Linked DNA regions of Zea mays: region 2 is linked to region 1. A link is a contact called in public Hi-C data. All regions are on one chromosome and are shown on one strand. Each heading gives the region's core, a stretch centred on a gene start, on an enhancer-like site or on the middle of the called end of the contact. The rest is flanking DNA. Distances are from core to core; before and after follow the strand shown. Region 1 holds the start of LOC542720 (pathogenesis related protein5). Region 2 has its middle 43 kb from the start of LOC542720.

Region 1 (3,402 bases), core at 104-2,603:
CCACTGGCCCCTAGAACTGGCGGCACTGAAAAACGCCAGTGCAAACAGCTCTAGAACCGCCACTATAGAGTCTCTGTGTACTAGTGAAATAATCTAAGCTCGGCTAGGGAGGATCAATGGACGATGCTTCTGTAGTCGATGTCGCATTTGATGTCGTGATGACACCGTCCAAGGCGTCAGTGTTGTGTGTGGCGGGCGATGAGATGGTGTTGTGCGTGACGGCGACCAATTCAGAAAGAGCCCATGCGCTGCCACATTGATTTACTTGATTTACTTGATGCGCCAAAATACGTCGTCCGTCGGCGAAACTTCACGCGCTAGCAAAAATGAATAGTATGTGTTGGTAGTTGAGATTTTACAAGTCATTATCTATATTTGCTGAGTTTGTTGGATACACCCACCATTAGAAACTTATATATCTTTTTTACAGCTTTCAATACTCTAAATTTAGCTAGAATTTATATCTAGTCTCTTGGTGCTCTTAAGCGAAATGATTGCTAGATATACAACCAAAATGATACGGCGATGTCGTGTATATGTATGACACGAGTCATATTTGTTTATTCTTATTAATATTTGGTACGAAGCACGCACACAAATCCAGCTACGTAGGTACGACGTATACGCGCGTACATACAAATGCGTGCACGTGTAATGCACGCTTATATATTATTGTGCAAATCCAAATCAGAATTATTCCTGCAAAATCCAAATCACTAGCCCATGCAAATGCAGAGCCTATTCCGGCCGATCACGGGCAGAAGGTGACTTGGTAGTTGCTGTTGCCGCCACATGCATGGGTCTTCATGTCGGGGGGGTTGTGGTACGCGTCGGGGCATCCAGGGTCCGTGCACACCAGCCGCACGCCGGTGCTGCAGGAGAAGGCCATGGCGAGGTTGTAGCCGTCGATGACCGAGATGTCGTAGAAGTCCTGGCTGCCGCCGATGGTGAACTCGGCCAGCGTCAGCGGCGGCTGCCCCGACAGCGTGCAGGCCAGCGCGCCGCCGCAGTCGCCTGTCTGGCAGCTCCCGCTGTTGCCGTTGAAGGAGCAGCCGGTGCGGCCCCACACGCGGCCGGAGCTGGTGCCAGCCGGCACGTTGACGGTCCACGTCCCGCCCGGGTTCAGCTGCGTGCCCCCGCCCACCGGGGTGGCCGCGGGCCACACGGTGAACCCGCAGTTGTTGGTGATGGTGAAGGTGGCGGCGTTGGCGCTCATGCCAGCCAAGGCGGCGGCCAGGAGCAGCAGGAGGACCGAGGACGAGGAGGCGGCGGCCATTGTTGGTGCTCTGCCTTGTTTCTTGTGGAGAGCAAGCAATACTCGAGCTATAGAGCTAGGCTACTCACTCTTGCTGCTGGCAAGGTTGAGCGCAATGCGTGTGCTTTTATAGTCGGTGATACGGTGGCGCGCGTCTAGCAGGATAAGGTTGCCATGCATGCCATCAGTTAATTGTGTGGTAAAGCCTATTTTCTTTGACTGGGTTGAGGAGCTAACAGTGGAAGACCTTGCATATATGGCGCAGAAATCTGCTCAAGCATCTAGATGTGCAGAAAAATCCATCCTCTTTGACGACGAAGGCAACACACATTAGTAATGCAAGACATTGCTTGCTTGTTCGATGAGGCCTAGCTTGCCTGAAAACTTGTGTACGTACTAATACTACCATGATGCATATATGACCAAAAAACACAGGAAATTAAGGATGGATAATTTATTTTCTCGGGAAATTTGTTAAAGATGGATAATCCTTTTAGTTTAAAATAATTTAATATTATATATATTATTGGTCAAAGTTTAAATAGTTTAATTTTGAACAAACTCAAAACGACTAAATCATATGGACATAAGAAGTACACTGATTATTAAGACCCTGTTCGGAATAGCTACAGCTCCAGCTCCACAAAAATTGGTGAAGTTGATGTAGTATGTTATTAAGTGCTCCAGAAAATCGTGCTGATAAAGCTCATGTAAGCCTTTACAAGACATTTATATGAGTCATTTTATTTATTATTTAGATTAAAAAATAATTTAAAAATTATGTAAATTAATATTATAAACTACACCATTGGAGCTGGAATCTAGAGCCATCCTCAAAACCCTCTAAATTGTGTCATGGTGCAACAAATTAGTTATTAAATCAGTGCATATACATGTGGCTCCAAGACAAGTCCACGAGTCAGCGGTCCACCCCATCACCACCTGGTCATCGCACGTGTGCAACGAAGATACTCCCTTCGCCACAAAATAAATACTTATTTTGTTATGTACTTATATCGGCCAATCTTTTTAATATTAACCAAATTTACAGAAAACACTAGTAATATTTGTATCTTCAAATAAGCTTAATATAAAAATAAATTCAAATATCTATCTAATGATACTAATTATAAACTACAATTATTTACGATGTTCGACTATAATTATTAACAGCTGATTTTATCGCAGCCAAACAGCTATATATATGGTTAAATATAAAAAGGGTGATAGATACCGTGTTCTGTTGATTTAAGTTTGGTGTAGTGGACATGCGTCGCTCTCTCTAGGGAATTTATTTCCCCCGGTGGACAAGGGATAGAGTCACAGAGACGAAGGCGCTGCCAAACTGCGAATTGGAGAGTGTGTCATGGATGCATGCACCATTTGATGAAAACGGTCGAAAAAACGGTAAAACGGTCAAAAATGATATAGTGTAGACAAAAATAATTATCCGTCGGTCAAAAATTTACATGATTTTATCATTACTCTATTTATTATCAACTATATATAATTCGATGTTAATAATTTTTGAAATTCAAAATTTCAAATTTGATAACTTTCGGAAACGAGATATACTGCATATTTACGAAAACAATACGATTACGAGTCCTCGGTTATTGAATTTTTGGTTACGGATTTCATCCAGCTGCATGATGTAGATTTTAGTGCCTAACAAACTCTGTCGATGAGCCACTTCGCAACAAAAAAATCCAGATACCACCGTGACAAGGACACTGAAAATCATGTGCCTAACTCTACTAGGATACATACATATGCATGCATAGAAGATGTAGCATAGAGTCTAGCGTTTGTCTTTTGCCAACGATTGACCAAGACTTCTATATGTAGCTACAAATTAGCGTCCATAGAAGCACATGCATCTAGATATGCTGAACAAAAAAATATTAATAAAATCTAAGAGCATCTCTAACATGACCTATAAAGATGCACTATAATTTAAAAATGAGTATATTTTATAGAATTTAGGGCACCAACAGAACACCCCGTTCCAACAGTAAAGCTCTAAATCTAGATTATAGAGCAGCACACTACGGTGTAGTATATTTGAGGCACTTGATAGGGTGCCACATAATTTTAAACCAAATTTTATAAAATGAGACACTGTTGGACTAGTTTTTCCTGTGTAA
Region 2 (3,194 bases), core at 594-3,093, 44 kb after region 1:
GTTTATGTCCACTCAAGTAAAACACCACACATTATTATGCCACATCGTTCCTCAAAATAAAATAAAGACCATGGAAAATTTAGGCAAATTGCGTGAGAGAACTGTCCAAACATAAGTTAAGGTTGTGAGAGCATCTCCAAAAGCTCCGTAGAAAATGACTCCTCAAAATCAGTTTTAAGGGTCATCTAAAAAGTTAGTAGGGGTAGATTTTAATTCTTTCTCCAACAGATCCCTTAAAGCGGCAGATTGTTTCTGGGAAGCCCAAAAAATCTCTCATTTGTAGCTACAAATGAGAGAGTTTTAAGGGCTATGAAAAAGTTGGGAGCATTTTAGGGGAACTGTTGGAGACATGTTTTAGTATTTTCCCAAAAAACTTGATTTAGGAGAGACTTCTGGGAAGCTCTTGGAGATGCTCTAAGGCACTTTTTTCCACCATTTAGTTGCTAAAAAGATGGAATATAAAGAATTCAAAACAATAGATCACCTTTTAAACCACAAATGGTGTTTCTTTGATGTCGAGGGCATTCTACTCGCACAAAAGGGTATTAGAGTACAACTAGTGCTTAAAAACGTTTTTGTCCAAGCTAATGACCTTATGTGATACCAAGTTTCCCATAATCCCCTCTATTCAAGCCATACCTAGATCGATGTTTATGTCCACTCAAGTAAAACACCATACATCATTATGCTACATCGTTTCTCAAAATAAAATAAAGACAGTGGAATATTTAACCAAATTTTATGAGAGAGTTGTCCAAACATAGATTACGGTTGTAAGACACCTTTTTCCACCATACAGTTGCTAAAAAGTTAAAATATAAAGAATTCGAAACAACAGATCAACTTTTAGACCATAAATTGTGTTTCTACGATATTAAGGGCATTGTATTCATACGTGAGGATATTAGAGTACAACTAGTGGATGAAAACTTTATTGGGATAGCTAATGACCTTCTGTGATACCAAATTTGTTATAATCCCCTCTATTCAAGGTATATCTAGACGGTGTTTATGTCCACTCAAGTAAAACATCACACATCATTAAGATGAAACATTGCAGCATGATGTAGATTTTCGTGCCTAACTCTGTCGATAAGCCACTTCACAACCGAAAATCCAGATAACGGGACAATGACACTTGAAATCATGTGTGGCTATTAGGATAAAAGGGGTATTTGGTTTCATGGATGTGTCGATATTTGAATGTCCATTATAAATATTAAATATAATTTAATTATAAAACTAATTACATAGCTAAGAACTAAACGACAAAAAAAATATTAAGTCTAATTAACTCATGGTTAGCAAATGTTTACTATAGCAACACATAAGCAAATTATGGACTAATTAGGCTTAATAAGTTCGTTTTATCATTTAGTCCTGATATATGTAATTAGTTTTATAATTAGATTATATTTAATATTTTTAACTAGCATCAAACATATAATGTGACAGCGATTAAAAAAGTTTAGTGTGTGGAAACAAACGAGCCCTAAGGTTGTCTCCAGCAGATATTCTATCTTATTCTCTACCGTAACATCTATTTCAAACTTCTATTTATAAACAGTGTAATCTAGTGTAAATCCTCTATTTTATACTATCTACTGTGGACAACCTGAATATGCATGCCTATCTACGGAGAAAAAGTACCATTGAGCGAGTCTAGCGTCTGTCTTTTGCCAACGATATTTGCCCAAGACTTGATATATGGAGCTAGAAAAGTCAGAAGATATGCATATGGCTATCTTCCTATCTAGAAAAATTAGCGCTAGACTTGTAGAAGCAGTGCCAGCACATGCATGCATCTAGATGTGCTGAACAAAAAAAAAAAAAAATCCAAGTTGACAAGGACAACACAACACATTATTGGTCAGCAAAGCAAAGATAGATAGATATACAGCATGCATTGCATGAAAACGATTGTTCTACGACCGAATCTGAGATAGCCTTCAATTTCCGCACTGTCGTCCAAACTGTGCTTCCTGAATTTTTTCTATCTTTATATGCGGACAAGTCCACCCGTCTTTATATGCGGACCTAATTTTTCCTATCTTTTTCCACGTACGTATACCATCTGGAAAGATTGATTTTTTTTCCCATAGGATATATTGGAGAGCATGTACCATAGCAGATTTTCATGTTTGATTTTTTCCACGGGGTGTTAGAAATCTAGGCATTTCACATTTAATTGTATTCAGAAATACCCTAGCAGATTTGTGACTCGCAGCAGTGGCAGACGCATACATGAAAGTACATGCTGATCATAGCAGAAACTATAGTGAACTAAACAGATTGAGAGACTAAATTGTACAATGTAGAAGGGTCCATGCTCTGCTCAAAGCACTGATGGATTCATTCACACGACTCGACATCGCGGGTTTTCGAAGTATAGTGCTGGCTCATAAATGTCCTACGAGAAGAGGCGGTAGAAGACAATTCTCCGGTCAACGGCTTCACCAAGAAGTAGATGAATAGCATGTTTCTCTAAAATATACCACCCAGTCTCTCAGTTGCTTGATAATCGAGTTTGCAGCTTGCCCACCTAGTCTTGATTCGCCTCTGCCTTAAATATATTAGTGAACTCTGGCTGATGTTGTCCAAAAAATTCTTGATGTTTCTCATGCCTACTGCTCCTTTTTTGTTCGGTTAGCTGGCAGCCAGCACTGCTACCATTGTAGAAACAAAATACTGTAGAAGTCACAATCGCAGTGGGATTAAAGCCAATGCAAACCACAACGAAGGCACCTTACAATCTATGCGAATAAGGGGCTCGGGATCTCGCAGCGATAGCGATGCCATAGGTAGTAGGAACCTGTTTGTGCTGAGAATGCGACTGCTTGGTCCTACATATATGCTTTTTTGGTAGTACATATATATATATATGCCTTTATTTGACCTGTGGATGCAAGTATAAATAATATTAATACAGTAATATATAATACACAGATGATGATATGCAGTTCTCCAGCTGTGAGCACTTTATAAGCTCTGCAACGCTAGTGCAGTCTGTTCACATGTGAAATAAAGTAGCAGCAAAAGAATTGTACTAGAGAAAATAAACCCACGGTGAATTGAAGGCTTCAGATCGTGATACGTATTGAGTACGCGTGTCCAATCATGTGTTGAATATAATGCTGGCTCTAAATTAAACTACAGCTGACCTCATATCTTACCAATATGCTTGTTTCATAAAA

Evidence for each region. A called contact is a pair of places that touch in the nucleus more often than the background predicts.
Region 2: a contact with region 1 is called in a Hi-C map of leaf, with 4 times the contacts expected there. The contact joins the enhancer-like site here to the promoter of LOC542720 in region 1. A contact is called at or near these places in 5 of 25 Hi-C or Micro-C datasets (bundle sheath, leaf and leaf mesophyll).

What each region holds. Positions count from the first base shown.
Region 1 is chr1:182,075,136-182,078,537 of Zm-B73-REFERENCE-NAM-5.0, forward strand. LOC542720 (pathogenesis related protein5) reads right to left here and starts at 1,354. Exons shown (of 1, transcript NM_001112232.2): 1 at 384-1,354. The coding sequence starts at 1,276. The coding sequence ends at 752.
Region 2 is chr1:182,118,313-182,121,506 of Zm-B73-REFERENCE-NAM-5.0, forward strand. No RefSeq gene overlaps it. Among protein-coding and RNA genes, the nearest start is that of LOC542720, 43 kb to the left of the region's middle. Within about 2 kb of position 1,844, at least 8 of the 20 cell types and tissues checked have an H3K27ac peak or open chromatin away from gene starts, as enhancers often do. A contact at or near this core is called in bundle sheath, leaf and leaf mesophyll, where this site is marked.